2 separate regions of the Mus musculus genome follow, and region 2 is linked to region 1. A link is a contact called in public Hi-C data. All regions are on one chromosome and are shown on one strand. Each heading gives the region's core, a stretch centred on a gene start, on an enhancer-like site or on the middle of the called end of the contact. The rest is flanking DNA. Distances are from core to core; before and after follow the strand shown. Region 1 holds the start of Plxnc1 (plexin C1). Region 2 overlaps Plxnc1 (plexin C1).

Region 1 (5,120 bases), core at 708-3,207:
TGACACTACAGAAGAGGTGACCTCCAGCTAACATCTGAGAGCATCGGCACTGCCCATCAGCAGAGAGAAACAAGGATAGCCAGTCCCCAAAGAGGAGGTTGCACATGGAAAGATGGCCACGGACCATCTTTTAAAAGCCACTGCTGAAGGAATAGTGTGTGTGTGTGTGTGTGTGTGTGTGTGTGTGTGTGTGTGTGTACAGCAGAGAGAATGGAAGTCAAGGCCTGGCTGAGCTACACCCACCCCCTAATACTGTACTGTACATCTAGATTAGACTTTCAAGCTTCTTGCCCAGTTCCTTCTCCTCCCTTCTGCCTTTCGAAGCTCCCATCTCAGCAGCGGGAGGAACAGATCTAAGCAGTTCTGTGGAAGTGTAAAACCTGCAGCAGGTGACCTGTGAGGAAGCTCATTCAGAGCCCCCTTAAAAAACAATACAGATTCCTATCCAGAGCTTGGCTGACTTGGAGCTAAGAAGAGAAGATCACACAGCAACCAGTTGCAGTCCTAGGAAGATCTAGGAAGAATGCAGATCATTTCTTAAGGACCCATACGGGTCTTTAGCTCCCTCTCCATTCACCACAGAGTTGAAGGCACCAAGGCTTGCCTCTGGGAAGCCCACTTCTGAGAAAACATGAGCTTGCCTGCTCCCCAGAGCACAGTGATCTTTCTGTTCCAGAAATTCTCGGTGGCTTGCGAGGTGGGGGAAGGGGGGAGCACCCCAGCTGACAGTTGCTACCTGGATGAAGTGGTGGAGGGAGCCCCTCTAGAAACATAAGAGAGCTCCGGACTCTTGAGATGCGAGCCCTGGCTGCTGAGCCCAATGTACCTTTGCCTTTATTCTCTGGGGAGTGTAGTTTAGTGGCCACAGGTGGCACTGGACTAGCAAGAAACCTGTAAGAGGCTCCGGTGTGAGGTGTGGATTCGAATCTCTGCTGTGCTATTTGCTAACAGCTGTACCCGGGCAGGTTCCATAGCTTCTCCAAGACCTTTCTCAAAAGCCGAGTAGGGTTGATACAAGTCACTAATTAATACTGTTTGTCCCAAGCATCAAGTGAATCAAAATCTACATGGTGCATTTAGAACTATGCCCAGAACGGAGCAAGTTCTCAATAAATGTTAGCTTTTGTCACTAGGGTTAGATAGTGAGCAGAACTTTCTAAGTGCTATATCTGAGAGCCTGGGACTCCGTTGCCAAGGGAGACCAGGGAGCCTTTTCAAATATGAGAGCTCTGGCCCGAGGGATTGTCCACAACGAGAGTGTGGCGCCTTTCTCCTACCTCACTCTGACCGAGGGAAACCCACCCCCGGTCACAGGGGCGTCTTGGTCCCCCTCAGCCGCCTCCCGCTTGGCCCCAGCCCCCTGGCGCATCTCTCAGGCCCCCCTCCCGCCGCTCCACACCTGTCAGCCGCCCTGGCAGCCTCCCAGGGGCTCAAGCCCTGGGCCTCCGCCGCAACCCGTTCGACCCTGGGTCCTGGCTCCGCGAGCCTCGCGTTTGCCCGGGGCTGCTCTCGTAAACAAAACCCGGGCGTTGGAGCAGCCCCGCGGGCTGGGGAGCGCGGGAGCCAGCTCGGTGCGCGGTTCCGGCGCCGGGGGAACCCGGGGCGAGCAAGGGGCGATGGTGGCAGCCGCGGCGGCCGCGGCAGGCGGCTCAGCTTTGTTATGAATAGATGAAAGAGGCCACCTACACAGTAACCCAAATTACGAGACCTCCCTCCTCCCGATCTCACCGAATCAAGAAGGGAGGGGAGATGGGCGTGGAGGGAGGGCGGGCGAGAGGCGGAGGGCGGAGGAGGAAGAGGATGAGGAAGGGGCCAGTTGCATCCCACTTTCACAATGGGAAAGTGAAACGCACAAGCGCACCCAACCTCTCCAGCCCTCCCCGCCCGCCTCGCTCCCCTCCGCCCGTCCCCTCCCTTCCCCTCCGCGCCTCCCCGCGAGCGCCCGCGCCGCACAGAGGAACTCTCCGGCGAAGGCGGACGAGGAGGAAGCGTCTCCGGAGCGCGCAGGGCTTGCCGCCGCGGCACAGGCTGCCGGAGCGAGCCCGCCGCGCGCCGTCCTCCCTGCACTCCTTCCCGGCCGAGCCGCGGGGATGGGGCGGCCGCGGGAGCCCGAGCGCGCGCAGGAGCCGCCGCCGCCGCCACCGCCGCCCGCGTCTCCGTCGCCGCGCGCCTGAGCTGCCCGAGCTGCCGCGCGCCCTGCCCGGGGGCGGCCCCCCTAGCCCCATGGAGGTCTCCCGGAGGAAGACGCCGCCGCGCCCCCCGTACCCCGCCGCACCGTTGCCCCTGATCGCCTATCTGCTGGCGCTGGCAGCGCCCGCCCGGGGCGCGGACGAGCCGGTGTGGCGATCTGAGCAAGCCATCGGAGCCATCGCGGCGAGCCGGGCGGACGGCGTGTTCGTGGCGAGCGGCAGCTGCCTGGACCAGCTGGACTACAGCCTGAAGAACAGGCTCTCTCGCCTATACCGGGACCAAGCGGGCAACTGCACGGAGCCCGTCTCGTTGGCGCCCCCCGCGCGGCCCCGGCCCGGGAGCAGCTTCAGCAAGCTACTGCTGCCCTACCGCGAGGGGGCGACCGGCCTCGAGGGGCTGCTGCTCACCGGCTGGACCTTCGACCGGGGCGCCTGCGAGGTGCGGCCCCTGGGCAACCTGAACCGCAGCTCCCTGCGCAACGGCACCGAGGTGGTGTCATGTCACCCGCAGGGTTCGACGGCTGGTGTGGTGTACCGCGCGAGTGGCACCGACCTCTGGTACCTGGCGGTGGCCGCCACCTATGTGCTGCCGGAGCCGGAGACCGCGAACCGCTGCAACCCCGCAGCATCCGATCGCGACACGGCTATCGCGCTCAAGAACACGGAGGGGCGCAGTCTGGCCACGCAGGAGCTGGGCCGCCTGAAACTGCGCGGTAGTGCGGGCAGCCTGCACTTCGTGGACGCCTTTCTCTGGAACGGCAGTGTCTACTTCCCCTACTATCCCTACAACTACACGAGTGGCGCTGCCACCGGCTGGCCCAGCATGGCGCGCATCGCGCAGAGCACAGAGGTGCTGTTCCAGGGCCAGGCTGCCCTCGACTGCGACCACGGCCACCCTGAGGGCCGCCGCCTACTGCTTTCCTCCAGCCTGGTGGAGGCTGTGGACATCTGGGCCGGCGTGTTCAGCGCGGCCACTGGAGAGGGCCAGGAGAGGCGCTCCCCCGCCACCACGGCTCTCTGCCTCTTCAGGATGAGTGAGATCCAGGCGCACGCCAGGAGCTGCAGCTGGGACTTTCAAGCGACTGAGCACAACTGCGTAAGTCCAGCCCCCGGGGTTCAGATGGAGTCTTGGGTGACACTTACCAAGTCTCAGGTTCACTACACCACCGACTGGCCGAGATTGCAGGCTACTCTAAAGCACAGTCTGGGGTCCCCAAAGGGAGCGTGTAGAAAGGGTGACGGGGTAGCGGGGAGGATTGGAGGGAGGTTCAAAACTCTAGTGGCTGCCTCTCATCTTTTTAGTACAAATGCGGGCGCTTGTTTAGGACTGAGCTCCCCCCAACCCCCCGGGCCCGGGCTATCCTCTGTTCCTAACCGCTTCTCCAGACCAGAGTCTCAGTGGACATGTGGGCTTGACCCTTTGAGCTAACAGTTACTAATGCCCTTACAGAAAAAGCTATCGAACCTAAAAGACTCGCCGCCACACCCCGGCCTTTGTGCCCCCCCCCTCCACCCACCCCACCTTCCAATCTCTGGCTGCAACCTATGTGATGTGGTCTGTAGAGTTGTGGCCTGCTCCGCACTGGTAAATAAATGCTATGGTGCAAAAGCCGCTCGCAGACCGCCCAGCCTGAACCAGCGCGAGGGGGCGGGGCTGTGGCTAGCCAAGGGTGGCTGTGGTCTCAACCTGGTGGAGAGAACCCTAGGAGGCAGCTTATGGTGTACAAAGCCTCGCCCTGAAAAGGAGAACCGGGTGTGTGTGTGGGGGGGGGGGCGGTTTGGAAAGTGTTGGGGTGCTCCAGGCAGTTTCTGGGCTGCAGATTTCCAGACTAGATTGCGGGGCTCTCTGGCACCACCCTTGAGCTGTGCCTAAACCAGGCAAAAGACACAGGTCTTCCCCTCAGGGCTCACAGGGCAGCCACAGCTTGAAATCTCGAGATTGACAGTTCTTTGACCGGAAAATGAAGCGACAGTTCAAGAGGGTCTCGCTGATGGGGATTACGGAGGCTTTGTGTACTTCTGCAGAGGCCTTTGCCCTCCCAAGGCTTCTGGCAAGTAACTCTGCATATGGCTCCTGAGAGTGAAGCCTGCTGAGAGCCTCCTTAATCACTGGACAGGATTCAAAGAGCAGAAACGGAGGGCTACAGGAGTTGCTATTGTTTTGCTGTAAAATGAATCCGAGGAGGAAGGCGGGTGGTAGTGGTGGGGAGTCTTGGAGTGGAGAACTGTTGCATGTACGTTTATTGTGTACCAGGGTGCCTTGAAACATTTCCCCTAAGGTATATTGATATGCGGGTAGAAAGGCACTCCCCTCCCGCCCTGCAAAGCACACCTTACCAAATATTAGTCTTATTATTCATGGAGAAAAAAAAAGGCTTCCGGTCACTCGCTCCTTCTCTGCTAGGGCAAGCACATAGCCATTTAATTTCACTACTAGTATACATTAGCAAATACACAAAGAGCACAGGTTGTACCCCCCCCCCCAATGGTTTAGCCTTGCTGTAAGCATACAACTTAATATTTAATATCTTCCTTTATATATCTTCATAATCTAATCGCTAAAGTTTGGTAAATCACTGCCTTTTTTTTTTTACTTCTCTGTTGAAAGACTTGAAACCTCCCCTGCCCCCCCCCACGCTCCACGCGCCCCCATTTTACTTTAAGTGTTAGGCAGTTTGTCTGTGGGGTTAACAGCAACAGCTCAGAGGCCCACAGCAGGTAACTACCACGGAAGTCCAAGCTTTGCCATCTGACAGCTGTGTCGATGTGCAGAGCCAAAACATTTCTCTTGACTGCATCTACCTAGTGGGTACTGGAGGACTCGGTTTCCTTCCAAACCCAGCATGCATCCTGAATACACTCAAAAGCCAGTTTTTGGCTCAATCAGGTGTTCCTACTTGCATCGGGATGGGGAGGGGCAGGATTAGTCTA
Region 2 (4,523 bases), core at 60-2,559, 80 kb after region 1:
TATAGGAAAAAGTGAAGTCAGATGGTGTTAAGTTACCTTTTCCAAAGAGGTGCATTGCAAGGCCACAGAGAGTCATTGCTGTCTAAGAAGCAGAGCGAAGTTAGGGAAGAAAAATAGAACTCCAACCCAGGTAAAAGGAAGAGAGAATGAAGTAGAAATTAGGGGTGCAAGGACAGTTTAAAGATGTCTTGCTGTAGATCCCCTGCTCTAGAGCCCAGGTAGAAGGAAATGACATACCCCAGGGTCCCAATGCTAGGTATATACCAGACCTCAGAGCCAGATCCACCAGCCTAGAGAGCTCCTTTTCAGGGAACTCCTTGGGGAACAGGCTTCCTCCCTGATATGTAGTCTGTTTTCTGCCCTCAGGGAACTTCTTTCTGTCTGTTAGGATCTCCGGAGCATATATGAACTCCAGGCCAAGTGTACTCCCTCTGTCCGGTTTCCTCATCACCTCCTGCTAAGTTTTCTTGAGGCATCCCTTGGACAGCTCTCCAGACCAGCCCCGATCTTTCTTCTATTAATAATGTCTCTCCCTGATCTCCAATCATTCCTTATGCATGGAGGGCATTCTCAGGCTCTCCACAGTCACCCACGCACAAATGCCTCCTTTGATTCTCAGGTCCAACTCTTCCTTTGGTTGTAAAGCAAACAGTGGTGCCCCATCCTCTCTGCCTGCCAGGAAATGCTTTGTGTCTCACACCGTGTTGTGGGCAGCACAGCTGCTCCAGACAGCGCGGGCTCTGCTGATCCGTTGAGTGGCAGCCGGGAGAGAAAGATCTCACTTTATGGAGGCTTACCTGAGGGTAGGCAAATAGCAACCAGGTTCAGAATCGGATTCAGTGGGTTCCTGTTATCAACAGACCAGCGGGTGACCCCAGCTTCAGGTCTCCATGGCAACACCTCTGTAAGTGTGATGACAATCCATCAACTCACAGGGCTTCCCAGAGAAACACATAAAGCCTTGCTCGCTTCTCCAACCTCAAAGGAAATCCTTCCTCCCTTTGTCCCCCTAGCTAGTCAAAGACTTTATTATTAATAGTAGTATCATTCCTGTATGTTCTCAACCTGTAGCGCCACCGAGGGAAGTTTCTAGAATATGAATAATTCCCTCAAAGTACAGAAATTAAGTTGTTTATTTTCCGTGTCACCAGATGCCCGGCGTGTATCAGAAGCGGCTGTGCTTGGTGTAAACGGGACAAGAAATGCATCCACCCCTTCACCCCCTGCGAACCATCAGACTATGAGAGGAATCAGGTAAAGTGACATTTCGAAATATGACAGAGATCTATCGGAAGCAAGTGCCTGCGTGCGCACAGCCCCACCCCTTTCTGTGTGTCACACTCCCATGCTGAGGGGATGTTCTCCAATGCAGGAGCTCTGTCAAGTTGCTGTGGAGAAGTCGCCCAAGGACTCAGGAGGAGGAAGAGTCAAGGAGAGCAAGAGAAACAGAACTGACGGGGCTGTGCAGGTCAGGCTCAACTTTGGTGCTGGTAATGGAAAGACAAAATCCCCTTTTGATGGCAATAACAACTCTTACTACTTTGGGTTTCTGTTGTAAAATTCCCCATCTTATAACCTCAGTCCCTCCTCCCCCACACACACTTTTTTTTTTTTAGTTCATTTTTAAACCAAGTTTCACATAATTGGCTCAATACATCAAAGGCTTTCACATTCACATAAGAGAAATTAAAACTTTGTAATTGTGAAAAATGATGCGGTTCCAGTAGAAGTGGAATTGTAAAGGTGACTTTGTGGCTCACTGGGGAAAGTACAACGGACAGCTGAGCTGACCTCAGTTCCAACCAGATACTCTGACTTCACTAATGACCAGCACTGTGTGTGTGGTTAGGGATCTATGCAAAATAAGCAAACTGACCTTGCTTATTTTTTGATTTGATTTATGGAGTTGATTGACCCCATCATTAATAACATCAAGATAGAACAGCTGAAGAATATGTGCCTCCCTCCCTTGTCTCAAAAGTGGCGGAGGTTTTTTTCCCATGAAAGTTTCCTGGAAAATTCTCTTGCTTTGTCTTCACAGTTATAATTACCACAGCCTAGATATCAGTCATATACAAAAAGATGGTCTGAGACCATGTGAATATTTCCGCACAGGACACATGTAACTCTGTTTAGTTCCGTACTGGCTCCCTCCAGTTGCTAGAAGTTCATTAATTGTTTACATGTGGTAACACACACACACACACACACACACACACACACACACACACACACACACACAGAGTGGACAGGTTCCCTCCCTCATTCTCTTTCGACTCTGTCAAATTAAGATCAGCACTGGAAGAAATTCCAAGGGCCCAGCTTTCTACTCTCTGACCAGGCTGGGGCTCTGATTTAGCCATTTGCTGCTACTTAAGGTCAAGTGTCAACACCAATAAGGAGCACATTTTCAATCATTACTGAAAAGTTGATAGTAACTTTAGGTGAATTAAGTAACAGGCTGAGGGCCTGTGAACCCAAATGGATTATAAAGTTAATTAAAGCATTAGTGAACCTTGGTGTGCCAATATCTCCGGCCTTTGAGTCTCTGAGACTTAATTAAGTGGTGGGCTGCTCCTCTGGTCTCCGTGGTTTGTAAAAAATGAAGATGCAGTGACAGGAGCTTGGATGGAGAAGTGAGAAGCTTTTGTCTTTTAATTAAGCTTGGTGGTGGTGGCTTTCAGTTTTGGTAAACTGCAGGGACCATGAGATTTACCATCTTCACTATTTTTAGTGTGCACTTCCGTAATGTAAGTATTCCTTCACCCTGCATGTACAGCCAGTCACTGCAATACTTTTCATCGTGCCAGACTGAAACTCAATACTCATTTAGTAACTCCTCCCCCCGCCCCGGCCCCGCCCTCATCCCACCCCGGCCCCGCCCTCACCCTGCCCCCAGACTCTTGTAAACCCCTATTCTATTCTAACCCCTATTCTATCTTCACCTTGTGTGAGGGGTTTGCCTCTTGTGACAGGCTTACTTTATCATTGTGCCCTCCAGGCTCACTGTGTTGTGGCACGGATTAGACTTTCTTTCCTTTTGAAGGCTGAATAATATTCCAGCATATGTATAGAACACATTTTATTTATACATTCCCCCAACCACAGGCTCTCAGTTTGCTTTCACCATTTAGGCATTAGGACAAGCCCAGTTAGAAACACCGGCATACAACTGACTCTTAGAGCCACCCTGTTTAGTTCTTTTGCTCAACACCACAGAGTTAAGACTCCTGGATCACACTGTAATTCTTTTTACTAAGTGCCACCATCCTGTCTTGCACGGTACTCTGTCTAGCCAAGGGTTCTACTAACAGGGTTCAAGGGTTTCTGTCTCTCGAATTCTCACGGACCTTTTCCTGTTTTGTTTGGTTTGGTCTGGTCACTACTGTACTCACAGATGTGAGCAGCAGCCTCACTGACTTTGGTTGTCTGCTCCATGCGCTTTCTGACTCCTTTTCATTTGCTTGTTCACTGGCTGAAGTCCTCTGCTAAACTCCTTCCCATTGACTTGACTGGTTAACTTGTTTTCTTCCTTTGGGCACAAGAAGTATATTCTAGGGATTAGCCAGATACAACATTTGAAAGTATTCCTCTCCTATTCTGTTATCTTTCAACTCTGTTGAATGTGTGTGTGTGTGTGTGTGTGTGTGTGTGAGAGAGAGAGAGAGAGAGAGAGAGAGAGAGAGAGGGAGAGAGAGAGAGAGAGAGTATGAGAGAGTATGTGTGTATGTCTGATGTGTACATGTGTGTTTAAATATGTATGTGTGTGTATATATATATATATATCTGTATATGTATAAATATATATATGTGTGTGTGTGTGTGTGTGTGCATGATCATATGTGTGTGTTGCAACATCCCAAACCCACAGCCTCACACACACCAGACAAGTACTCTACATTAAGTTATATCCCTGAACTAGTCATGTTCTTTGATACATAGAACTTTTAATTTCAGTGAAGTCCAATTTGCCTATTTTTTTTTTCTGTTGTTTCTTGTGCTTTGGGGGGCAGGCTCAGGAGATGACTACTAAACCCTAATGTTGTGAAGCCTTTCAAACTTCCATTTTCCTCTTTGAGTTTTAACTCATCTGTGCACACCTTGCCCACTGGAGTCCGTTTTTGTAGATAGAGTAAAGTGAGGTTCAGCAGCCCTTCTTCTGCACATGGATTTCCAGCACCATTCCTTGAACACTCTCTCCCTGGGTCAGTGGTTATAGCATCCTCACTGAGAACCCCATGGGCTTGCATGCAAGTCTTTATTCCTGAGGTTCCTCCCTGTCCCAGTGCTCTGAGCACCCGTCTTCACATGAGTACTATACCATCTATGTTTATACTGGTTTTTTTTTTAAGTCTGTTTTTGGAACCAGTATCTTCCAAGTTCTCTCTTGTCTTCGATTGTTTCATAAGAAAACAACACGTAAAATTTTCACTCTGTTTTCCTCTGATAGTACCACCTATAGCTGAAGATTAGCCCTGCTAATGATGTCAAAGGTCAAGGTATAGGATGCTCATTACCACAGG

Evidence for each region. A called contact is a pair of places that touch in the nucleus more often than the background predicts.
Region 2: a Hi-C map of Th1 cells shows a contact between it and region 1, with 4 times the contacts expected there. The contact joins the enhancer-like site here to the promoter of Plxnc1 in region 1. A contact is called at or near these places in 5 of 39 promoter capture datasets (the 3T3-L1 cell line, the HPC-7 cell line, hippocampal neurons and 1 more), 2 of 15 datasets of contacts at CTCF or cohesin (CD8 T cells and the G1E-ER4 cell line), 21 of 484 Hi-C or Micro-C datasets (B cells, CD8 T cells, the CH12 cell line and 12 more), 15 of 115 datasets of contacts at active chromatin or transcription factors (CD8 T cells, the HPC-7 cell line, bone marrow-derived dendritic cells and 10 more) and 3 of 9 other capture datasets (adipose tissue, embryonic stem cells and liver).

What each region holds. Positions count from the first base shown.
Region 1 is chr10:94,941,682-94,946,801 of GRCm38.p6, reverse strand. It overlaps Plxnc1 (plexin C1), which reads left to right and starts at 1,957. Exons shown (of 31, transcript NM_018797.3): 1 at 1,957-3,285. The coding sequence starts at 2,224.
Region 2 is chr10:94,861,662-94,866,184 of GRCm38.p6, reverse strand. It overlaps Plxnc1 (plexin C1), which reads left to right. Exons shown (of 31, transcript NM_018797.3): 8 at 1,152-1,254; 9 at 1,373-1,468. Among named protein-coding and RNA genes, the nearest start is that of Plxnc1, 81 kb to the left of the region's middle. Within about 2 kb of position 1,309, at least 26 of the 459 cell types and tissues checked have an H3K27ac peak or open chromatin away from gene starts, as enhancers often do. A contact at or near this core is called in Th1 cells and memory CD8 T cells, where this site is marked.